7 separate regions of the Mus musculus genome follow, and regions 2, 3, 4, 5, 6 and 7 are each linked to region 1. The links are chromatin contacts, called in public promoter capture Hi-C and targeted proximity ligation maps. All regions are on one chromosome and are shown on one strand. The core of a region is the stretch at or near the end of the contact, and the rest is flanking DNA. Distances in the headings are between cores, read along the strand shown.

What was found. Promoter capture Hi-C pulls out the DNA fragments that hold promoters and counts their contacts.
Region 2: a targeted proximity ligation map of memory CD8 T cells shows a contact between it and region 1, with 17 read pairs. A contact is called at or near these places in 1 of 39 promoter capture datasets (erythroid cells), 1 of 484 Hi-C or Micro-C datasets (embryonic stem cells), 2 of 130 datasets of targeted methods (extraembryonic endoderm stem cells and memory CD8 T cells) and 1 of 9 other capture datasets (adipose tissue).
Region 3: a targeted proximity ligation map of pancreatic cancer cells shows a contact between it and region 1. A contact is called at or near these places in 6 of 39 promoter capture datasets (cranial neural crest, embryonic stem cells, erythroid cells and 3 more), 1 of 484 Hi-C or Micro-C datasets (liver) and 1 of 130 datasets of targeted methods (pancreatic cancer cells).
Region 4: a promoter capture Hi-C map of hematopoietic stem and progenitor cells shows a contact between it and region 1. A contact is called at or near these places in 10 of 39 promoter capture datasets (cranial neural crest, embryonic stem cells, hematopoietic stem and progenitor cells and 4 more), 2 of 130 datasets of targeted methods (memory CD8 T cells and microglia) and 1 of 9 other capture datasets (adipose tissue).
Region 5: a contact with region 1 is called in a targeted proximity ligation map of memory CD8 T cells, with 9 read pairs. A contact is called at or near these places in 4 of 39 promoter capture datasets (cranial neural crest, frontonasal cranial neural crest and liver), 3 of 130 datasets of targeted methods (bone marrow-derived macrophages, memory CD8 T cells and neural tube) and 2 of 9 other capture datasets (embryonic stem cells and pancreatic islet).
Region 6: a contact with region 1 is called in a targeted proximity ligation map of memory CD8 T cells, with 183 read pairs. A contact is called at or near these places in 9 of 39 promoter capture datasets (the HPC-7 cell line, the SN4741 cell line, cranial neural crest and 5 more), 5 of 130 datasets of targeted methods (the SCID.adh cell line, double positive thymocytes, embryonic stem cells and 2 more) and 3 of 9 other capture datasets (embryonic stem cells, liver and pancreatic islet).
Region 7: a targeted proximity ligation map of pancreatic cancer cells shows a contact between it and region 1. A contact is called at or near these places in 6 of 39 promoter capture datasets (the HPC-7 cell line, the SN4741 cell line, hippocampal neurons and 3 more), 3 of 484 Hi-C or Micro-C datasets (CD4 T cells, liver and regulatory T cells), 7 of 130 datasets of targeted methods (the NIH/3T3 cell line, the SCID.adh cell line, double positive thymocytes and 4 more) and 3 of 9 other capture datasets (embryonic stem cells, liver and pancreatic islet).

The regions. Positions count from the first base shown.
Region 1 is chr15:76,379,060-76,382,318 of GRCm38.p6, reverse strand. Mroh1 (maestro heat-like repeat family member 1) reads right to left here and starts at 1,806. Exons shown (of 44, transcript NM_175457.4): 1 at 1,743-1,806.
Region 2 is chr15:75,907,594-75,910,852 of GRCm38.p6, reverse strand. Eef1d (eukaryotic translation elongation factor 1 delta (guanine nucleotide exchange protein)) reads left to right here and starts at 1,509. Exons shown (of 10, transcript NM_029663.2): 1 at 1,509-1,608. Tigd5 (tigger transposable element derived 5) reads right to left here and starts at 1,118. Exons shown (of 1, transcript NM_178646.4): 1 at 1-1,118. The coding sequence starts at 1,062.
Region 3 is chr15:76,816,372-76,819,630 of GRCm38.p6, reverse strand. Arhgap39 (Rho GTPase activating protein 39) reads left to right here and starts at 1,465. Exons shown (of 12, transcript NM_001168288.2): 1 at 1,465-1,639.
Region 4 is chr15:75,967,660-75,970,918 of GRCm38.p6, reverse strand. It overlaps Zfp707 (zinc finger protein 707), which reads right to left and starts at 1,796. Exons shown (of 4, transcript NM_001347040.2): 1 at 1,515-1,796. The coding sequence starts at 1,622. It also overlaps the pseudogene Eif2s3x-ps1.
Region 5 is chr15:76,035,740-76,038,998 of GRCm38.p6, reverse strand. The region is part of intron 7 of Iqank1 (IQ motif and ankyrin repeat containing 1); the gene reads right to left. Among named protein-coding and RNA genes, the nearest start is that of Iqank1, 28 kb to the right of the region's middle.
Region 6 is chr15:76,722,070-76,725,328 of GRCm38.p6, reverse strand. It overlaps C030006K11Rik (RIKEN cDNA C030006K11 gene), which reads left to right and starts at 1,484. Exons shown (of 3, transcript NM_145472.2): 1 at 1,484-1,674; 2 at 2,110-2,158; 3 at 2,346-3,259. The coding sequence starts at 1,513. The coding sequence ends at 2,791. Arhgap39 (Rho GTPase activating protein 39) reads left to right here. Exons shown (of 12, transcript NM_001168288.2): 11 at 1-6; 12 at 153-1,344. The coding sequence ends at 347. It overlaps Lrrc24 (leucine rich repeat containing 24), which reads left to right and starts at 3,156. Exons shown (of 6, transcript NM_198119.2): 1 at 3,156-3,203.
Region 7 is chr15:76,700,091-76,703,349 of GRCm38.p6, reverse strand. Mfsd3 (major facilitator superfamily domain containing 3) reads right to left here and starts at 1,808. Exons shown (of 5, transcript NM_027122.3): 1 at 1,000-1,808; 2 at 559-706; 3 at 347-471; 4 at 167-276; 5 at 1-87. The coding sequence starts at 1,681.

The DNA of each region.
Region 1 (3,259 bases), core at 557-3,056:
CCCCCCCCCAAAAAGAAAGCACCATCCCTATGACATTCAGCAGCCAAGTGATCACAAGAGCCGCAGAAACCCTTCCAGTGTTATGTCCCAAAGTGGATCGAGCTGTGTACCCTGACGCCAGCAAGGATGTCTTCTGACTTCAAAACAACTTAGCTCAACAAAAAGCCATTGGGAGGCCTGGAGTTGCTCGTCAGACAACAGCAATCCTGCTTCTCACCTGGGCCTCTGAGAACCGTAGGAAAGAAAACTAAACACAAACATCTCCAACCCCACACACAGGTGACCGGGAACTGAGACAAGCACAGGTCAACAGGTCCCACCTCTGGCCTCTGGAGTCCCTTGACAGTCACCTCTGAGGGAGGGAGATATGACAAGATGCAGGTTTGAGTAAGGCTGCCTGCCTGGACATCCGTTTCAAGTTAATGAAGGCGGCCAGGCCTCAGCCATCGACTTTGACAGTAGAGCCCAGAAAGACATTCCTCATTCGAGCCACACATCTCAGCCTAAGGCCTAAGAGTAGAGCCTGCTGGCAGAAGCATCTCCCCGGCCTGCAGGTGCAGAGACTGCACAGCCAGCCAAGTCATAAACACAGGCTCCACAGGAATATCCCACAACCAGTGGTTTGCATAGGATCTCTGCTCTGGTGCCCCATCAACCCTGTGTCTGCTGGGGGTCTCCATCTAGATGACCATGGCCAACCAAGTCTAACAGAGCAGCTAAGACTTAACCCTTCACCTTCACCCCTGCCCTGCTCCACCTACCTACTTCCTGAATTTTTTTAATTTTACCATTTAATTAACTAGGTCGCAGGCTGTTCCTCCATTTCTACTACCATCCCCTTCCTTCCAAAGAGTTTCCTGCCTCCAACCAAGACTAGCCCCTCAAAGTTAGCCTCTGCCTTAACAGTAACTCCAGCTCACAGCCCCAGGTCTCCAGATGCCGCCCTCTATCCCTCTCCCGCAGGTCCTTATGCTTACTCACTGCACTTGAGTTTACGGTTCCATCCATTACCTTGAGCTCTGTACAGGGTAGAGCAGAGTCTTGCTGCATAACTGCACTGACTTGGTTGGAAAATTGGAATCCCAAACCTGGAGTGTCAGCCCTGGCTCCACCTCACCTAGCTCTCACCTTGCCTGAATTCTATACTCTGAGAGTTTTGTGGCCTTCTCCCTGGGGCCAGCAATCCTCGTGACTCTGGACAAATCACTTTCCTGCTCTACACCGCCTCCTTTAATCCGCAACGAGAATACAGAAAGACGAGTGGCTGCGGTGCGGTGAGCACTCGCTTTGCAAGTCCCTGAATTAAGGCTCAGTTTTATGAAAGAGACAGAAATGCCGGTAGCCCAGTTGCGGAGGTCAAAGACCTGAACACGTAGCCCCTACCCCGCAAAGGACCAGGGTCTTGAGTCACCGAGTTCCCGGAAGGGACTAGGACATGGATCACGCGACCCACGAGACAGCAGGGACAGGGACCAGGGACCACGCGCCGATGTCTGACAAGTCAGAATTGAATCGCAAGCTCCGAGATCCCTTCCAGGTGTAAGATGCGAAGCCGGGCCCGCTGGGCACACCTGAGATCTCCCAGCACCTCCTGGCACCGGCCCGCTGACCTTGGGGAGGCGCCCCTTGACACAGCTTCTCTTGCTGCTGGCAGATGGGGAGGCCCCTAGGCTCTCTGGTCCAAGTTCCTCAAAGGGTGCCTGGCCCCCACCACCAAAGATGAGCCTTAACAAGCCGTTTACCTGAGGAGCCGCCGCCGCCGCCACGGCCCGGGCGCCGCCCTCTATGCCCCAAGCGTCTCAGAGTAGGCGGAGCAGCGCCCCAAGCCCATCCCCGCAGCCCTCTGGCCAACTGCGGCCTGGCGCGCGGCAATTTGGCCCCGCCTCCGTGCGATCTCCACACTCATTGGTCAGAGTTCTGTCCCTCACGTTAACTCCGCCCACTCTCCGCTCCATGGAGCGCCTAGGTACACCTACTTCTTCCTGTTCTCTGCTGGGTACCCCAGCGGTCCGGTGACCATTTCACAAGACAAGTGTGAGTACTGCTGCTGCGCCAGACGCCGTCTGCGCAAGCGCTGTTCTCGAGAGTATTCGGACTCGGCCTCCAACTGCAGAAAACTCCACCAGGCGGGACCGGTGGCGCACTCCTTTAATCCCAGCACTGGAGAGGCAGAGGCAGGTGGATCCTTATGAATTCGAGGCCATCCTGGTCTACATAGTGAGTTCTAGGACAGTCTGGGATAAAAAGTGAGACCCTATCTCGGGAAGAAAACAAAAATAAAAAAAACAAAACAAAACAACAACCCAGCTGTCACGGACACACACAAGGTATTGTCATTGTTGTACATTGGTCACACACTAAACGCCTAAAACTACCCCAAACCCCTAAATGTACACATGGCCATGCCCAACAGAGGTACATGTCCAACCTATCAACAAGACATTGGGAATCAAGATGATCATGTCCTAGCTACCTGGGCTGCTTGCTACCTACCACTGTTATTCCAGCTCCAGGAGCAGCTAAAGCCTCTAAGGCTGGAAAGAGGTGACTAAAAAAGTAAAAGTAAGCCATACTACAGGATAAACTTTGGGTTTGGTGCCAAGAAAGCAAGGTTAGATAAGAGAGTTGGGGACGATCATGCCAGGAAGACTTGGCACCTGCAAAGAACCAGAGGTTGCAATCACCCAGATGTGTGTAAACAAGAGAAAGTTGTGGGTAGAGTTCTGAAAGCAAAAGAACCAAGAACCTGTCAAAGGGGAAGCAGCTACCATGTATCTAGGCTGACAGCATCGTTGGATGTGGAAATTAAGCTGCTGCGGTTGAACCAGGTCAGAGGCAAACACACAGCCAATATTCTTTTTCCACGATGAGAAGGACTTGGATGAGTTCTACTGAGAGGATAGAGCCCAAGAGAGAAAAAGACAGGACAGGACTCTCTGAGTAAGAGAGTGAAGCATTTGGGGCTGGCAAAATGGCTCAGTGGTTAAGAGCGCCAACTGCTCTTTCGAAGGTCCAGAGTTCAGATCCCAGCAACCACACGGTGGCTCACAACCATCCATAACGAAATCTGATGCCCTCTTCTAGAGTGTCTGAAGACAGCTACAGTGTACTTACATATAATAAATAGATAAATCTAAAAGAAAAAAAAAAAGAGAGTGAAGCACTTTGTGGATGGGGTCATGGCCTAGGAAAATGCTAGAAAACAGAGAGAGGGGACTAACTTGGGTAGCTGCCAGGGAAGGAGGTCTTTTCCATGCTA
Region 2 (3,259 bases), core at 260-2,759, 470 kb after region 1:
TCGGCGCAGGTAGCGCTTGACGCCAGGGACAAATTCCTCGAAGAACCAGCCCCGAAGAAGCGGGCGACTGAGCCAGGCATCCGGACTGTAGCGGTAGGAGGCCGGGAACTTGTCCTGGTTGTGGTGACGCAGGCTGGGTGGGTCCGGTAGCTGCCCGATGACTAGTGGTTTCAGCTTGTGGCTGCCCGTCAGGTTGGCGGCCAGCAGTACTGTCACTCGGTCACTGCGCCAGCGTCGGCTGCACCCACCAGGCTCTTTGGAGTCCCCAGTGCCCGGAGTTGAGGCCTGCTCCGGAAGTAACCTCCAATAGAGACCAGTAACGTTAGCATTGTAGATCTGCTCGTCGCCATAGCCGCCCTCGGAGTGGGGTAGAGTGGCTGGCGCGCCGTCAGGTACGAGAACTGCGCCTGGTGACTGCGCCGGCTCCTCTTTGACAGGCGCGGGGCCTGCGACCGGGGACTCAGCCTCACCATAGATGCGCTGGCTAGAGATGCCATGGCGCTTCTGCCAGCGCCAGAACCAGCCGTGGCTAGCCTTGAAGGTACACTCGGGGCCGTAGATCTGGCGAGCAAAGGCCTCAGCCTGCGCTTGGATAACTGGCCCGGATAGCGGCACACCGTGCTGGCGCAAGGTGAGGAACCACGAGTAGACGGCGCGGTCGATCTCCTCCTCGTTGGCCAGACGCATCTTCTTGCGCTGCGTGCCCACTTCTCCACCCAGCTGGTCCAAAAACCAGCGCAGCTTGGGCTCGTCCTTGAGCCAGCCGCGCAGAGTGCCGCCTGGCACGCCGAAGTCGCGGCACACGCTGGCCTGCCGCTCACCGCCCTTGACGCGCTCGATGGCTTGCAGCTTGTCTTTGATTGAGTAGGCCTTGCGGAAAGTCATCTTCACGGCCACCCGGGGCCGCGGCCCGGGCGCTGGGGGCGGCGGCGGGCGCGCCGTGGAACCCGGGCCGGGCGCCGGCGATCGCGGCGGCTCAGCAAGGCACCGTGGCTGGGGAAGACGAGCGCGATGCGGGACCGGGTGCAGGGCTGGGCCGGCCGGAGGGCTCGCGGGGTACATGGCGTCGGCGCCAGGGACCACCCGGGAAAGCGAGCCTGACACCCCGCGCGGGCCGCTCGGGGCGGGGCTCGGGGGCGGGGCTGCCCGGGTCCCTCCCTTTTGTCTCGCCAGCCTTGCCTGCCCCGGCCCGCAAGGCCCGCCCACTTCGCCTCGTGGCGCCTGCGCACAGTCTGGCCTTGGGCGCGTCACTAGCGCGTGCGCACATCAGCTTCATTACGTCCCGCCCTCGTCGGACGGATCCACTCTTCGAGCTGAGGAGGGGTTCGGCGTGTTGGGAGATCCGGTTCTCCGCTCCTAGCGACAACTCTTGAGGTGAAGCGCGGCTCTCAAGGTAGCTCTTCCTTTGCTTCTACCATGGTGGTTCCTGCATGCATCGTGATGCACGCTCTGAGGGCAAGACAGCGCGTGCCCAGGGTTGGACCCCCCGCCGTGCCTTTCGTGGTCTATGCCGCTGCGTTTTCCGGGAGCTGCGCGGGCGCCCTCCCTCTCCTTTGCAGTCCTGAGCTCGCAGTTCCAGGTTTTGGTTGCTGCGTCCTTGGCTGGCGTGTGAGTACCGGGGGCCCCGCCTCAAGGAGCGCACGTGCGGCGGAGGCCTGGAGTGCCCGGGCCCCGCGCCGTTAGGGTTGCCTCCCGTGGGACAGTGCGGGCTGCGGGCGGGCGTCTGGGCCTGTGTGGAGGCGGGCCGCTGGCCACATGGTTGCCAGATTCCGGAGCGCTGCTTCAGGCTGGCTGCGCGGTGGCTCCGCACATCCCAGCACGGCACGGCCTTGAGTGACACGGTTGCCTGCGGTCGGGCTGGCTCCGGAATTTTGGGGGCCCAGCTCTTGCTAACGCCCTAGGTCTTTGCGGTTAAGCACCAAGGGCGTACCTAACTCTAGGCATAGAGGGAGGTTGCTTCGGGTGCTGACTGGTGGAACTCGTACGGTCCACGAACACAGGGTAGAAAAAAGGGCGTGGTGGTGTCGATTTGCTCAAAAGTAACAGGACTAGCTCTACTTACTGATTTGAATAAGGTGATCTGGGCAGCTTTCTTTGGAAAGGGGCGTTGAAGGGTACGGTCGCCCCTTTTCTAATACATGAGCACTCTCTCCGGGCATCATGGTTTTCTAGAGTGAACGGCTACCCTGCAGCAAAAAGAACTTGGTGAAGCTATAATGTTGGGATGCTACTCCCAAGGATGCTTCTGAATTGGCCCTGTCACTCGGGGATGGATAACTGGGTCTTATCTCAGGCGGATTCTCATGGATGAAGCAAAGGATGGATGTGACAGGACTACCGAGTGCCCCCTAAGCCAATCCCGTGGGGCAACAGAGTCAAGAGGAAGAAGTCAAAGGGACAAGGAGTCCCCTTCCCAGGCTCTGTGATGGCCAGTACATCATGAACCTTCTCTCGGACTGTGGGAGGAGAACTCAGCAAACAGTTGGAGAGTTGGCAGAGGGAGCCATTTAGACTTGGTTGCCTGGGATTTGCTCTGCATGGCTTTCTGCCCTCTCAGGAGAAGGCTGCTGCAGGGTCGTCCTCCGGGCTTATCTTTTGGATAGGTGAGGCTCCGTGGCATAGTACAGATGAGGCAAAAGTGCTTGAGAGGGCTTGATAGCAAGAGTGACACTTGGGGGATGCAGGTAGGAGATGCTGGCATTAAACATTTCTTCTGAGCCAGGGGTCTAAGATGCTGTGTGCCTATTGAATGTTGGAGTCATTGAAACATGTGAAATCCGGGTGCTGGAACGTGCTTTGGTCTCCAGTTCCACACATCACTTGACTCAGCAGACTTGGGTGGTTCTACCAATCAGAGTTTTCATTCTCCTTCCTGTGTCTAAGATGACACACAACCAATGCCCCCAAGGTATGGTCCAGATATTATCAGGTGTAAAGGAAGAGCTGAGAAAGCAAGTCGTCTAGCAGAGTCCCAAGACCTGTGTGTCAGGTCAAGGTACCGTCTGCTGGAACAGAAATAGAGCCAACAAACAATAGCATTTGGGGGTAAGGAGATTGGGGCTGGGTGGGTTTAGACTGGAGTGACAGCATTAGCCTCTGGGTCTCAAAGTGGGCAGACAGCTCAGGCCAGTGTTTCTGAGTAGGACTGGGATATCCCAGAGGCAGAGAAGCAGGGTGGGAGCTTGGAGATGAGAATCTACTAACCCATGGGAAAAAAAGACCAAGACACCACTCCTGTGCCAACATAAGCTGCAGTGGG
Region 3 (3,259 bases), core at 216-2,715, 440 kb before region 1:
TATAGGTGTTTTGTTTTGTTTTGTTTGTTTGTTTGTTTTTTGGTTTTTTGAGACAGGGTTTCTCTGTATAGCCTTGGCTATCCTGGAACTCACTCTGTAGACCAGGCTGGCCTTGAACTCAGAAATCCGCCTGCCTCTGCCTCCCAAGTGCTGGGATTAAAGGCATGTGCCACCTCTGTCAGGCATTATAGGTGGTTTTGAGTCACCTGACATGGATGCTGGGAATTGAACTTGAATCCTCAGGAAGAGCAGTATTTACTCTTAATTGTCAAGCCAAGGTAAAAAAAAAGTTTGGTTTTTTTTTTGTGTGTGTGTGTGTGTGTTTTTCTTTTTAAAGTAAAGAACTGGTGTCGGGCAGTAATGGCCCACGTCTTTAATTTCAGCACTAGCAAAGTGAGGCAGGTAGATAGCTCTGAGTTTGAGGCTAGTCTGGTCTACTGATCGAGTTACAGGACAGCCGGGGCTACACAGAGAAACCTGTCTCAAAAAACGAAAACATGAACAAACAAAAACAACAACAACAACACTGAATATTCCGAAGTCTGGGAGGGTGACAAACGCACTTGTAATGTGTTAAAGACGGATTTTAAGTTTGAGGCCAGCCCGGGTACACAGAGCAAGAGCTCGTCAAATACAAAAAACCCAAATGGCAGCTGAGGATGTAGCTCAGTAGGTAAAGGGCTTTCCTAGAATGGGTTTCACCTCCTCAGCTGTGTAAACCGGATATGGTGCCTGTAATCCTCGCACAAGAGAGATGAAGACGGGATTAGAGTTTCAAAGTCATCCTTCGCTACATAGGGAAGTTGAAGGTCAGCCTGGGCCATCTGAAATTCTCTCTCTTAAAAAAAATTAATAAGAAGTTAAAAGGGCCATGGAGTGGGTAGAGGTGCTCTCTGTGCAAGCCTGATGATGCGAGTTCCGTCATTAGAACCCATGGTGAAAGGAGTTGTCCTCCGATTTCCACACGGACACTGTTGGCACGTGCGTGCACATGCTTCACACACAATACACATTACAAAAAAAAAAAAAAAAATAGAAAAGAGAGCACATTTAAAGCTGTGCCTGAGTTACTACGAGAATAGTCAAGGAAATAAAAGGAGGAAAATAATAAAGGGAAGTTACAAACATGGAATACGCAGAGTATTTTAGACAATAGCTACCTTTCCAGAGTCAAGGAAGAGGTATATCTCAAGCTTAGGAACCCCAGCAGGGCTAGAACTAATAGAGTCACGCCACACCCACGTTAGGACACACCTGAGGTGACCCAGACCTCCAGAAGTGGGCGGGTACAGGTGAGAGCGGAACGGCCGGCTAGCGCGGCATCGGGGGCGGGGCCTCCGACAGAGGCAAGGCTCCCTCGGAGCTCCCGAGGGGCTGCGCGGTGGCGCAGGCGCATTGCAGCCTCGCGGGCGGCGCCCCCTGGCGGCGCCACCATCCTCGCGGGGGCGGAGTCGGAGGCGGGGGGTTGCGCTTGGTGACGGGGGACGCGCGGCCGCAGCGCACTGGACCAGCGGCGGAGACCCAGGACGTGAAGCGCTGGCTGCGGCGGCGACGGCGGCCGGGAGCCGCCGGGAGCTGGGGCGCAGCGTGCGGTCGGTGATGAGGGGCAGTGGCGGCGCTCCGGGCGCAGGGCCGGCTGGTGAGAGCGCGGGAGGTGGGCGGCGCGGGCCGGGAAGATGGCGGAGAGGCCTCGCTGCGGCCCCACGGCCTGGCCCAGGCGGAGGCCCCCCAGTCCAGTCGTGCTAGAAATCGGGGCCCCAGGTGACCCGGTAGGGGAGGGTCCGCAGGAGGACGCCGCGGCCAAGGGCCAGGGAGTGTGAAGGCGGGTTTGCGTAAGAGCAGGGGCCCGAGGGTGGTGGGTGTGAGGGTGCCATGGTCTGCACGCGTGCCCGGCCTTTGGATGGGCGTGAGTGCGTGTGTGTCCCTGGCCAAGATAGTTGTGTGCGAGCCCTTTGCTTGAGGTGGTTGGGGTTGGGGTGGACCTGATGGTGGGTGTGAGATGTGAGGGTGCCCGGCCTGCAGACAGGTGTGTGTAGTCAGCCCGAGGACAGGTGTGCGTGCGTTCTGTGTCCAGGCCCAGAGCCGGTGGTGTGCTTGTGCCCTTTCTGTGCACTGGGCTCCGGTCCGTTTGGGGGTGGTGAGAGATAGTGCTTGCCGAACGAGGATCTTGCGGGCTAGGCTTTGTCCGCGATGCCCGGCAGTCGGTGGGCGTCTCTGGGTCGGGTCGTGGCTTGCTTGCGCGTGGTGCGCCCTGGCTTCGCGGCAGGGCCTCTGCGGCAGGCTCGGGTGGTCCTCTCCCCGGCCTTTCAGACTTGGAACTCCCTGGGCGCCTGCTGTTTGGCAGGCGTGGGGTGGGTGGGGGCTGCGAGCCGGCAGGCTGTGCATCCCGGGCCAGGCAGGCTGTCTTTATTTTAAAACGTGCTGCCCGCTTCGGGCGCGGCAGCTGTGGGTGTGTTCCATGCTGCTGCTCACCGCAGCTGCTGTGGGCGCTACGCAACCTTCAGCCGCAAAAATGCGGCTGGACCCCCTCCCCCTTCAGTGTTGTTCGGGTTGGCCAGGCCTCCAGTGACCTCTGCAGAAAAACGTACAGTTGCAAGGCTTCAGTTCCTCCCGTGGTGCAGACAATACGGACGTTTGTCTTTGGGAGCTAGGGAGGGCAATTGAGCACTGCGTCCTGGGCGCAGTCTGTAAACAGCAGGTGGTTTTGTCCCTGCTCCCCTTTTTACAACGAACGTGGGGGGAAGGGAATTAGAAGGAGAGGTGTGACTGGATAGTCCGGAAAGCCAGTCTTCAAGGGATTCTGAGTGCCTAGGAGGGAATAGAGAGATGTGACTCCTTCCAGCTCGTGGTCTAATCAGCTGTCTTGTAAGAGTCTGGAGCAGAGTGAAAATGAGTGCTGGTTCTGGAGCCAGACTGACCGCCCTTGAGTCATGACTCCTCCTTTACTGGCTTTGTGGTATTAGGTAAGGTCTCTCTGCCTTTGGTTTCTTGGCTGTAAAATGGGTACACTAATAGTATTGGTCTCAGAATGCTGTTGTGAGGACTCTGTGACTTAAGACTTGTAAAATTTTTCACACCTGGGAAGTTTTGAGTGTTAGGAATTGTTCTTGCTACGAAATTGCAAGCTGTCAGGGTTAGGTATAGGTTGGACTGTGTGTTACAAAGTGCATAAACTAAGTGTGTGTGTGTGTTAAAATTGTAATTTCGTCTGAATTTTGCTATGTGCTCAGGTAGGTTTCAAACTCATGATCTTGTCTGG
Region 4 (3,259 bases), core at 547-3,046, 410 kb after region 1:
AGGTCTATAATCCAAGCACTGAGTGGCAGAGACAAAAGCAGCAAGACTTCAAGGCCAGGCCAGGAATGGTAGCCCACACATTTAATCCCAACACAACTCTTGAGATCCAAGCCAGCAAGACCAGAACAGCCAGGGCAATAGGCCCAGTCTCAAAAACAAAAAGATCATCAAAAAAGTCCAAGGCTAGGCCTCATCTCTGCTGCATGATAAAGTTCCGACCCAAAAAAAACCCCAAAAAAATCAGTTCAGTTTAGAGAAGAAAGGCTTATCTAGCTTACGATTCCAAGTTACCATCCCGTCAAGGCAGCTAGTCATATCAGTCAAAAGCAGAAGAATGAACTAATGCAGTTTTAGAACTCACCTAGCTTTCTCTAACCTTCCACAGTCCAGGACCCCAAATCTGGGTCCGCTCATATCAATTAAGCTAATCAAGGCAATTCCCCACAGGCATGCCCACAAGCCAACCGGAACTAAATAATCCCTTGAAACATTCTTCCCAAATTACTTGATTGCGTCAAGTTGAGAAATTAACCATTACACCAACTTTGACGAAAAAGCTATGTCAAAGACCGTTTGGGATAGTTAAAAAGCAAGCCAAACAAAACAACATTTAATGAAACCAACAAGAGAGTTTCTGATTCTAAAAGGGAGTTAGAAAGATTAAAGAAAGATTAAAAGGCAAGCAACAGAGAAAGAATTTCCAAATCGTTTTCTGCCAAAGAACTAGTATCTAGAATCACTTCTAAAAATTAACATAGAAAGAGATAACTTTTTTTTTTTTTGGGGGGGGGGGTTGAGACAGGGTTTCTCTGTGTAGCCCTGGCTGTCCTGGAACTCACTCTGTAGACCAGGCTGGCCTCGAACTCAGAAATCCGCCTGCCTCTGCCTCCCAAGTGCTGGGATTAAAGGCGTGCACCACCACTGCCCAGCTAAGAGATAACATTTTAAAAGAGAGAGAGAAAAAAAAAAAACCTAACTAATCTTAACACTCAGGTGACAGAGGCAAAGGGGTCAGCACAAGTTGAGGCCAGTCAGGCTATAAATTATTTTAACAGCTATCACAAAAGTTGCGCCTAGAGGCATTCAACCTTGTGACATTGCGACATAACTAACCAACCACCTACACTGTGCTGATATGCATTCTTATCTATACTCGACTAGCAAGGCTGCAAATTGGGACACACCTGGAAGACCCGAAGCTCGGGAAACACAGGTCTGGGTAGTGACTGCCAACCACAAACTCTGCATGATAAAACCAGAATATATATTTCTCATCTGAACACCAGAACTGGTGCCACAAGCCTGGCTGGACTTCAAGGCCGGAGAGCAGGGAGTGTGGGAAACACTAAAACAGAAAGTTGTAGTCCTGGAAAGCAGGAGCAGACAGACCCAGACTGAGACCCTAGGACCGCCGGAGCGCGGTACCTGCCAGAAGCAGGAAACCCGAGCGCCCGTGCCAAGGGGACCCAGGTGGGCGCGGGGCCAGGGATTGGGGGTAGAGGGTCCGAGCTCACCGGAGGAGCATCGCCGTTAGCTCGCTCGGGAAGAGCGCTGCCCCGTCGGAAGCAGCGCTCTCGTCGAGCTTCGCCGAGAGCAGCAGCTGCAGCAAGACGCCGGCGCATCTGAAGGCCGCGGGGGATGCCGGGGGTAGGGTCGGCTTCAGCGCAAGCGCAGTGGCGCGGAGCAGAGCAACCCAAAGCAGCACCACCGTCGGATTCCCCAGCTCCTGCACCTTTAAACGTCAACTCCCGTGCGCGCCGCACTGACTTCAACTCTCCAGCGGAAATACGCCAATCAGAAGCGTCTTCCGGCTACTTAAAGGGCGGGGCCAGATAAAAGGGCGGAAGTGTGCGCGAGCCCGCCCCCAGGGGCCCAGCCCTTCCGTTGATATGGGTGGTCTGTGGGTTTTTTTTCGTGTGTTCCTGAGCCCACTGGAAGGAGGTGTTTGTTTTGATGGGCTTGGGGGACAAGGTTTCACTGTGTTGCCCTGGCTATTCTGGAACTCTCTTTGTAGACCATGTTGGCTTCAAATCAGAAATGTCCATGCCCCAGAGAACCTATCTCCAGTTCTCAAGCAGCCAGAACCATCAACATTCTTTGTTTGGAATTTGTCCTATGGCTGTCTAAACTGATGTTTGCCAGTTTGCTTCATGTTAGTGGCATGGGTCAGGATTTCCTACTTTGTTCATTGGGGTCACTGGACCCTTAGGCCACTGTGATGCCAAATTTAATTTGAAAGATGCAAACTTATTTGTAATTCTAATTCTAGTTTAGGCAGCCTTCGTCCCACCATAAGATAGCTGAGCAGATGGAAAGGAAGATACGTCCTTTCCCCTCTGAGCAAGATGGCTGGGGGATGTTACCAAGTTGACACCACTTTCACGTGAAGTTATCAGCAGACAAGCTACAATTAATATTGTTACAACTGGTCATGGAGCTCATGGGAAGTCCACCGTGGTGAAGGTTATTTCTGGAGTTCACACTGTCAGATTCAAAAATGAGCTAGAAAGAAACATTACCATCAAGCTTGGACATGCTCATGCTAAGACTTATAAACTTTGATGACTCAAGTTGTCCTAGACCAGATCATGTGGAAGCAGTACACCAGATAAGTTTCCTACATACATTCTGGGGGCCAAAGGGAACTTCAAATTAGTCAGACATGTTTCCTTTGTTGACTGTCCTGGCCATGATATTTTGATGGCTACGATGCTGAACAGTGCAGTAGAGATGGATGCAGCTCTTCTGTTGATAGCTAGTAATGAATCATGCCCTTGGCCCGAACACCTGACTGCTGTAGAAATCACGAAACTCAAGCATATTTTGATCTTACAGAATAAAATTGATCTGGTAAAAGAAAGTCAGGCTAAGGAACAATATGAGCAAAATCTCGCATTTGTGCAAGGAACGATAGCAGAAAGGGGCACCAATTATTCCAATTTCTGCTCAACTGAAGTATAATATTGAAGTTGTCTGTGAGTATATAGTGAAGAAAATACCAGTGGCCCCAAGAGACTTTACTTCAGAGCCCCATCTCATTGTTATCAGTCCATCTGATGTCAACAAACCTGGCTGTGAAGTCGATGACCTTAAGGGAGGTATAGCTGGTGGTAGTATTCTAAAAGGAGTGTTAAAGGTATGCCAGGAGATAGAAGTCAGACCCCGTATTGTCTCCAAAGATAGGGAAGGAAAACTCATGTGTAAACCAACCTTTTCCAATATTGTGTCACTTTTTTGGGGGAAACATAATGATCTTCAG
Region 5 (3,259 bases), core at 314-2,813, 340 kb after region 1:
GAGGAAGTACATTACTGGGTGTGGGCTTCAAGGGGCTGTGGTCTCATCCCACTTCTTACCCTTTCTCCTTCCTGTGTGTGGATAACAATGTGATCAGCCAGCATCCTGTTCCTGCTGCTACAACGTGCCTAGCCCGTGATGGACTCTATTCTCCTAGGGCCAAGGCCAAATGAACTCTTTCTTCTCTAAGTTACTTTTGGCTGTGGTATTTTATCACAGCAGCAGAAAACCAATGAGTACAGCGAAGATACCCACCAAGGGTCTTCAAAAGTCACAAGAATAACATTGCAGGGAATGAATATTGAGTGGGGAGGACCTCAAGGTACTGCTGGTAGGAGGGAGTGGGCTGCAGCAGCCGTGGGGCTATGGGAGGGTGCACGGCAGACACGTCTGTTGTGCACACAGCATGTGAGTGTGCACAACAGACACTCAAGGATGCACGCAGCACACCACGGCCACACCTGGCACTCCAAAAGAGGTATCAGATAAGTCAAGCCTCATACCGGTAAACTCATTTCTCCATCCCAGTGAAAGGGGGCAAAATACAACTCTGTGCAAATGACACAGTTTACAATGAGATGCCAGATCAATGATGCATGACCTTACGTGATTTGAAACAGTGGGACTAAGCTACTGTGCCGGGACATTTGGGCCTAAAAATGGATAGATGGGCAACTAAATGGATCAATGAATGAATGAATGAATGAACGAACAAATGAATGAAAAAAAGAATAGTTGTTTAAATACAGAGTAAATGACAGGACAGGAGAAGCAAAGAAAGTATTTCCTATAAAATCTACCATGTAGTCCCCTGGGCAGGAGGTGGGGCTCTGGCACTATGGCATCCCTTATATGGTTTCCCCTGGGTATGTCTTGTGGTGAGCCACAGAGCCACACACACAACTTCGTTGCGTTCAATGCTCAGCCAATGATCTGTATTTTACCAAGTAACATCCAAGATGAGTAAAAAATTACAGGGTAGACAGAGTAGTGGATGCAAGGCAAGAGAAGGGATGAGTACTCGGGTAAATGCTCACCCAGACGGACAGTCATCTGTGTGAGCCAGAAGTTCAGATATTAAATAAACCGTGGCTTTTTATTTAAAAGAATATTTATTGAGAACCATGTGCCAAGATTTTGCCAAGGAACTTGATGGTTATCTCTAGTCCTGCAGAGCTGGGCTGTTATCTTCTGGTGCTTGGAAACAGCTTACAAACTTGAGGGTTGGTCTGTGGGTGGAAGAGCCGTAATCAACGGAAACCAAAGAGTACAAGAGGGTGACGTGACAAGCAGGAGCTGATGGCTGTCACATGAGCTGATCGGTAGTTTAGTGTTGATGAAGTAGCAGGAGGAAGATGCAGCTCATCGAAAGGAAGACATAGTGCACAGCAAGTGGAATATTAGCTCAGTTAACCGACGCCTGAGTCTGGCAAATGTAAGAACGAGCCGATGGGTTCTGTCCCACACCAAGTCATTGTCCCGCTGTCCTTTGCCACTCACCACACCCACCTCTCCTTTCCCTCCTGTAAAAACCAGCAAGCTCTCTTCCATTTTATCATTTTGCCGTTTGGAGGCGGAAGGATGTACTGAGTACTGTGGTGGGAGGTTCTCTCACAGTTCCCTGGAGAACTCTGTGGGTTGCTGACATACCACGACCTCTGTGGCTGGAAGGTGTCCATGCTGTGTGTGTACCAACCTTCACCAGGAAAGGTTATCTGTATCTGGGTTGTGCCCAGTTCGAGGCTGTTACCACGCAGGCTCCAGTGGACATTATTATGTGGACACAAGCTTCACTCTACCGGGCTAAGTGCCCGAGAATGTGATTGCCGAGGTACAAGCTGTGCTTAGATCTTCAAAGTTTGCAGAGGGAGGAGCCCTTGGTCCTGTCTGCAGCAAGGTGTGAGAGGCCAGTTTGTCTACAGCCTCACCAGCACCGGGTTCACCCCTCCCTTCACTCAAACTCTCAGGGTGTGTGCTGAATCAGGACACCCTGGTTCTGGGCTGGTCTGCAGCCATCACGTCCTCTGCAGGAGCATCCCTCTCCCTGTCCATCATGGAGAGACAACACATCATCCCTGTCCATCATGGCTGGGCATCAGGTTTATTTGCTGCTGAGACGACATTTGCCGGGAAAGTGTCTTTGGTCAGGTATATGATTTGTGACCAGCCTCTCCCCATAGCTGACCATTGCTCCTTGTCTGGGTTTTGTGAAGGGAAGCCTGCCTGCCTGCCTTTGTTTTTTTTCCTTTTTCCTTCTCTCCTTCCTTCCTTCTCTCCTTCCTTCCTTCCTTCTCTCCTTCCTTCCTTCCTTCTCTCCTTCCTTCCTTTGTTCCTTCTTCTCTCCTTTCTTTCTCCCTCCCTCCCTCCCTCCCTCCCCCTTTCCTGGGGAGAATGTGAATGCAGTACCCACTACCACTGTGCACCTGTTTCCCATATTTAGGGAAATCACAGAGGTCAGCACATTTGTAATGCCGAGGAGAAGCCTCGCCCTGGGAAAACCACGCTCACCACCACAGGCGCCTCCCCTGCCAGGCAGGTGTGTGCAGGGAAACTTCTCATCTTGGTGAGGTTCAACTTTTCTTTCTTTTGTCTTCTTGGTGTGGTGTCTAAGAATGCTTCAACATGCCCTAGGGCCCAGAGATATTTCCCTATTTCTAAAAGGGTAATACGTCACCGTTTGTGCTGAAATCTCAGGTCTGTTAAGTTTGTGTCAGGTATGAGAATCAGGTCAGAACTTGTTTGTTGACCTGCGGGTTGCCCGTGGCTCGGGTACTTTGTGTTGAGTGTCCTTCCTGACAGCTGAGATTTAGGGCACCTCCCTATTACTGCAGCTCCCCTGTTACCGGCCCTGTGGCCGCTCAACTATCCTCTGGCCTCTATGTCCTCCAAGAGACTCTGGCTCTTGGAGCACTCTCTGAACTCCCTGATTCTGGCTGATACCACGTTACCTGCTAGCCCAAGAGGAAGAGGAAATAGGCTAGGCCCAGAGAAGTGTCCATAGGAAGTTGAAACTGGGAGTGGCACCTGAGACTGGGGTTCCCAGGCTGGGCAAAGACTCTGGTTGTCCCTTCCTCAGGGGTGGGTGCAGAAGCAAATGTTTGCCAGCAAGCCTGACACCTATCCCACCGTTTCTCGTGGCACCCCCAGCTTTAAGGGACCTGAGTAACCAGAATTAAATTCCGGTGACTTAAAAGTAATAAAGGTAATGCCCAAGTGTGGTATCAAATACCTGTGACCCCAGAACTGGAGAGTCTGAGGC
Region 6 (3,259 bases), core at 235-2,734, 340 kb before region 1:
CTCCAGGTATGCATGATCTGCATCCAGTGCCGCACCACGCCCACCTACCATCCTTCCCAGCCAACCTTCCACTTTGTTCAGCTCATCCCCTAATAGCTACGCCTACCCTCCACTCTGCTCTCCTCTCCCTTCACCCGGACCCCCTCACACAGGTGTTCGTGCAGCCAGCCAACGTAGCCATCACCAAAATGGACGTCAGCAACCTGGCTATGGTGATGGCACCCAACTGCCTGCGCTGCCAGTCGGATGATCCTCGCGTCATCTTCGAGAATACACGAAAGGAGATGTCCTTCCTTCGAGTGCTCATTCAGCATTTAGATACCAGCTTCATGGAGGGCGTGCTATAGCACGCGGGCTATGGACGCCTGCTAGGGTGACACCCGGGAAGGTGGGAGGGAAGGCCCCAGCGCGAGGCAGCATGCCAGGCCCCGCCAGACGCCGGCCCCGCCCTAGGCCCTCCCGGGGCCAAGCAGCCGCGCCATATCTCGCGGCCAGTTCCTGCAGGTACCGGCTCGCCCTGCCAGTCGCAAGCCAGCCCCGAGAAGTGCCTTCTGTTTCCCGGAGCCGAGCGACACTGCCCTCCTGGTCGGCTGAAGCACATACCGCGTTGCTCAGGGCAACAGGACCTTGTCCCCTCTTCAGGGCAATCCTCCACCAAGGCACTCTCGCCCTGATCCCTCCCACCCTAGTCTAGGGGCCTCTGGCTGGGGCCAGAAGGAGAGTTAGAGGCGTTCTGGAGAGCTGTGCTGGCCACTACTAGGACTTGGCTCCGTCGGCTCGATGCCTAATAGGTCTTTGTGCAAGGGGAGGCCCCAAACCAAAGCCCTCTGGGTTAGGGCCAGGGCTAGGCAGGCTTTCTTGGGGCGGGTGAGGGAGGGCGAGAGGTTTTTTGTTTTTTGACTACAGAATCTATCCGATACCCAGCCTACTTGTGTATAAAGATATAAATAGAACGACAGAACTAAGTTTGCTAAGGACATAGTTTTAACCAGATGCTATTTAGCTCTTGAACTGCCATTGCGGTCCTCGCGCTGAGCAAGTTAGCACCACCCTCCTTTGACCTCGCGGCCTCTGACCAAACTCCACACACGGGCGGCGCGTGGATGAGACCTGCCTGGACTCGTTTGCGTTTTCCATTCTGGAATCTGAGTTCCAACAGTTGTCAAACTTCATTTCTCCTGTTTATATATATATATTTTTAGAGTTTTTATTTATTAAAAACAAAAGTCCCGTCATGCGGAGGTCCTGGCCTCTCTCTCCAGGGCCTCTCGGCCGCAGGCGCTCCCTCGTACGTGTGGCTCGAGGGGACAGTGCTCCGTGTGAATAAAGTTCAAGTGCACACTCGCTGATTGTGTTTCTTTCAGGTTACTTCTGACAAGGGGGCGGGGGAGTCCACGTCTGGCAGCTACTTCCGGGGGCGGGATAGACAGCTCCGCCCCTCCGAGCACGTGTTGCCGGCGGAACCCAAAGCCCCAGGCACAACACTGTGTGATCCGCTTCCGGTGTGGAAGAATGTGGCCGCCTAGTGGGGCAGTGCGTAACTTGGCTCTAGTCTTGGCGAGGTCGCAGAGAGCTCGGACCTGCAGTGGGGTCGAGCGTGTCTCCTACACACAGGGTCAAAGCCCGGAGCCCAGAACCCGCGAGTATTTCTACTATGTGGATCACCAAGGCCAGGTGTGCCTGGCGTGTGACAGAGGGAGGAGACCTGAGGGGACTGCGGAATCCATCGGCACCGGGTGGGGAGTAGTTCTAGAGGCGAGACCTGGGATAGGTGCTACGCGTGGCTTTGAACCTTTCAAAGCCCAGGCTGGAAGAGTTAATTCCGGGGCCTTCCGCTTTCACCGCATCGTAATCCCGCGCACACTAGCCTGTCCTAGCAGCAGTCCCAGAGCCGAGTGCTTGCTCGCGATTGCTAGGGACAAGCGGCTGTCAAACCTGCTGTAGAAAAAGGGGTGAGGGCTGCAACCCTGGAAACCTGTCTGTAGATGTGGGGAGAGTCCGCAGGGCCCTTCCACATGCCCCCCTGAACACATTAGACAGAAAAGCAAGGACAGCGAACACCACCGGCTTTCTTGCCAGGACTTACTGTCCACTGTGTCCCTTCTGCAGCTTTTCCTAGATGACTCCAAAATGAAGAACTTTATCACCTGCTTCAAAGGTATTGCTTACTGCACTGCTCCCTCGTGTCTCTCTCTACCCTTCAGGGCCTCGGCTCCCCGACTCTGAGGGAAGGCACCATCCACGAGGGGGGGCCGCTGTCTCGTGCCAGTGCTGGTATTCCCAGGAAAAGGAGCGTGTCGGGGAAGCTGGGTCACCGAGCATGATCGTGCCTTTTGTTCCCACAGACCTGCAGTTCCTGGTCACTTTCTTCTCCCGTCTGAGACCCAACCACAGCGGGCGCTACGAGGCTTCCTTCCCCTTCCTCTCGCTTTGCGGCAGAGAGCGTAACTTCCTGCGCTGTGAAGACCGGCCAGTGGTCTTCACGCACCTCCTGGCTTCCGACAGCGAGTCACCTCGTCTCTCCTACTGTGGCGGTGGCGAGGCGCTGGCGATACCCTTCGAGCCGGCTCGCTTGCTACCCCTGGCGGCCAATGGGCGCCTGTACCACCCGGCCCCGGAGCGCGCAGGCGGTGTGGGTCTAGTGCGCTCGGCCCTGGCCTTCGAGCTCAGCGCTTGCTTCGAGTATGGGCCTAGCTCCCCTACGGTCCCCTCTCACGTACACTGGCAAGGTCGCCGCATCGCCCTAACTATGGATCTGGCCCCGCTGCTGCCCGCTGCCCCGCCGCCCTGAGACTCCAGCTGGGGCTGTGTGGGGAGGGTTAGAGCAAACTCTGGGTTTTGTAGTACTCGCAGGTTACCCCTCTGCTCCAACACTCTAGATTAACTTAGATGTCCGCTGTCACCTGCACGCTGGTGACTGAGAGCGCGTGCGCGCAGAGGTGAGCCCAGGGTGGTTGGCGCTGTCCAAGGTTCTGGTGCTGCCCTGCTATCCTCTGTCCCTACAGAGGTCCTCTCTCGGCCACCTCTAACCCTTACACCGGCTTTGCGTCCCACGGATTGGCCTGCGCTGGTCACGTCAGGCAGGGCGGCAGGCGCAAGGCGCGCGTGGGCCGGTGCGCGTGCGCGCCCACCCCAACCCCCCCCTCCGCTTCTCCAGTCTTGCAGCCGCAAGCACCGCGGGGAGTCGCTCGCCACTGGAGCAGGTGAGGGGGTGGGGGGAGATCCTGGCCCAAGGTCACCGGGCTTGGGGGCGGGATCG
Region 7 (3,259 bases), core at 559-3,058, 320 kb before region 1:
TAGGCTGTCGGCCAGCACGCCGGCTAGGGTACCTGGGAGCAGCTTGCCCAACAGTTCCAGAGTGGCCAGGAAGCTGTAATGTGTAGCCTAGGAATGGTAATGCAGATCAGGGCCGAGTGACTCTCTACCCCTGCAGTCCCTGGGCATCCCTACCCTTCCCTCTTACCTGCAGGGCTCTGGGTGCTAGCTGGCTACAGTGCATCATCACAGTGAATGTGGCAGTGGTGACCACACCCCCAAAAAACTGTTGTAGACATAGGCTTAGCAAAACTGCCCCTGGAAGAACAAAGAAAGGTCAGTGGGAGCCTGGGTTCCTGCCCCCTACCCCCCAATGTCCACCTCTTACCTCTCATGACTGTGCCAGGGTCCACGCTGGCCCCTGGGCTGTTGAGGTGGAAGAGCAGAGCAGTCTGGCAAGCCAAACTCCCAAGGCGGAGCTGCAGCACTGTCTTCAACAGCTTCAGTGGCTGCCTGGGGTGGGAATTGAGAGATGCTATGGTAAGATCACCTGGGACACCGGTGGAATTGAGGGTCAGGCTAGGGTTGGGGAGTGCTTACCAGTGCCTGGCCAGTAGAGCCCCACCCAAGGAGGAGCCAGCAATGGAGCAGGTCACAGCACCCAAGCCACTCCATAGCCCCAAGTCTGAGGCAGAAGCACCATGGTCCAGCAGGAGAAGTGGAAACAGGCTGCCAGCACCCTGCTCACCTACAGGAGACCGTAAGCAAGGATGGCCCCAGTCTTTCTTCCAGGAGCCTCAGTACTCCAACCAGTCAGGCCCCTGGTCCCCTTCATTTTCATGGGCCCCAGATGTTAGAAGAGAAAGGGCTGGGCATTGGCTGGAGCTGAGGGAAGTTAAGAGGTGAAACAAAACTGAGCTACAGAGCTCTGGGCTGGTATTCCAGCATAGGGCAGTCCCCTGAGTGGGTTTCAGGGCCCTAGGGACCAACATAGAGTTTGGGCTCTAAGCTCGATGGTAACTAACTGCAGGCCTCACTCACCCAGCTTGTAGGTGAGCACAAAGCCCGCTGTCCAGAGGGTCCCAGGCACAGCCAGCAAATCTTGTAGAAGATAGGAGCTGTGGGGTGTATGCTCTGAGGCCTGAGGCCATGGCAGCCTTCCCAAGGCTGGTGCAGCCCAGGCTAAGGCAGCAGCCAGCCAGTAGGTGGCAGCTAGGAGCAAAAAGAGCAGTGGCCAAGAGAGAGTGGGGAAGAGGACCAACAGTCCACCCCCAGCCAGTGCTGATCCCAGCTTGTAAGCGACCACCTGTACAGTGTTCCCAGGTCCCAACTCCTTTGGCTCTAGGAGTTGCACAGCGAGTGTGTCCAGAGCCACATCCTGCACCGCTGCACCCAGATTCAGCAGCAGTAGCAGCCCCATCACGGTGGTAGGTAGCCCTGTTTGGCCAGCTTGCGGAGGAGGCAACACAGCCAGCAGTCCACACACCAAGCCCAGGGACAGTGTGCTGAGTGTTAACCAGACCCGCGGGGTGCCCCGCCTGTCCACCAGCGGTGCCCACGCCAGCTTTAACAGCCATGGAGCATACAATCCCTTGGTTAGACCCACGCGCGTTAGGGAGAGGCCACGGGCCCGCAGTAAAATGGGAAGCAAACTGGACTGCAGTCCATAGGGCAGACCCTGCACAAGATAGAGGCCGGCCAGCGGCAGCAACTTCCCATGCATGGCCCGTTCGTGGTGGGATCGGACGGCTCAGGATGAACAGTCAGGGTCTGGTCCTCCTACATAGGGCCGGGGACAGTCAGGCTGTAATCCCGACACGCACACTGGGACCAGAAATCCCGGAAGTACCGAAGCTGGGAGAAAAATGCGGAGCGATAGACCGGTCCTATCGCATGGTGGGACCGCAGTCTTGCACAGCCCATAACTACCGGCATGCTTTGCGCAGGGGTCAGGGTGAGGGAGAGGCGGGGCAACCCGGGCTGGGGGTGGAGCCAACCCCCTACTAGTCCTCAATTGGCCTAAAACCCAAATGTTAAGCAGGTTACTGATACCTACACAGACCCAAATCATCTGCTCTGGCGCCCCTCGTGCCAAACCTGGACACGACAGCCTGCTGCTCACAATGCCAGCGGGTAGATGTGAGTGGCTAGGAAGGAAGCTGAGGTAACAGGCTGGTCTCAAAGGTATCTTCCTGTCTGCTGAATGGATACCAGATCCGTTCCAGAAGAAGCATTTTCACTTTAGCGGTTTTTTGTTTGTTTGTTTGTTTGTTTGTTTGGTTTTATGTGTGTGTGGATAGGTTTTCTTTATAGAACTTACTTTGTAGACCAGGCTGACCTCAAACTCAGTATCTTCCTGCCTCTGTCTCCCAAGTGCTGGGATTAAACGGGTGCGCCACCACTGGCGGGCTCACCACGCCCAGCTCCCGAAGCATTTCTAATACTTAGCTCACAGAGCCAATACTTTGCCCCACAATGCATTTAGCACTGCTCCCCATTCCTTGCTGAGACTGTGGCTTCAGAGCTGCCCCCAGGTCAGTGACCACAGAAGCAGGAGTTTTGTGGGGAAGGGCAGGACCTAGTCAGCTATTGCCCGTGATACCCACTTCCTTTTCAGTATTCAGTGAGGGTAGTTAGTCCAGACCACGTGATTCTGGCTCTGCAGGGAAGGCTCATGCCCAGTCTCTCCCCCTTCTCAGAGTTGTGCCCTCCCAAGTCCACAATGAGACTGTTAAATGAGGCCTTGGGTTAACTGACTCAATTATAGTAGATAACTGGGTGGAACTTCTTTTGTGTTTGGACACAGTGTCCAAGTCCTAGCACCCTGGCACTGCCTTGCTTCCACGGAGGGGCTATCCTGCCACTTCCAGATAGTCTCAGGATCTAAGTGTTCACATCTATAAAATGGGTTCTACTTTTGGGGCATGATTGTAAACCCCTATAATTTTGCTCTTCAGGCTGAGGCAAGAGAAGAATGAGTTTAGGTTGCCCTGGATACCTTAGCTGTTTAAAGGGGTGGCAGGCAGGATATAGTTCAGTGGTCCTGAGTCCAATCCCCAGTACCACAAAACTTAGGGGATGGAGGACGGCTTTGCCTACCGCAGAGGAACACTGCAGACCAAACAAGTTGAACCCCAGCAGTGTCTACTGTGCACAGGGGCTCATCCTGAGCCTCCCAGTCCAGGATGTATCTTTCCATTAGCACACATCTGCCCCAAGGGTTCCTAAATGTGCTTTGCAAAAGGACCTCCCCTGCTCTGCTCTGCCGGAGGTGGGCACCGCCCAAGCCCTTGCTGTCAGT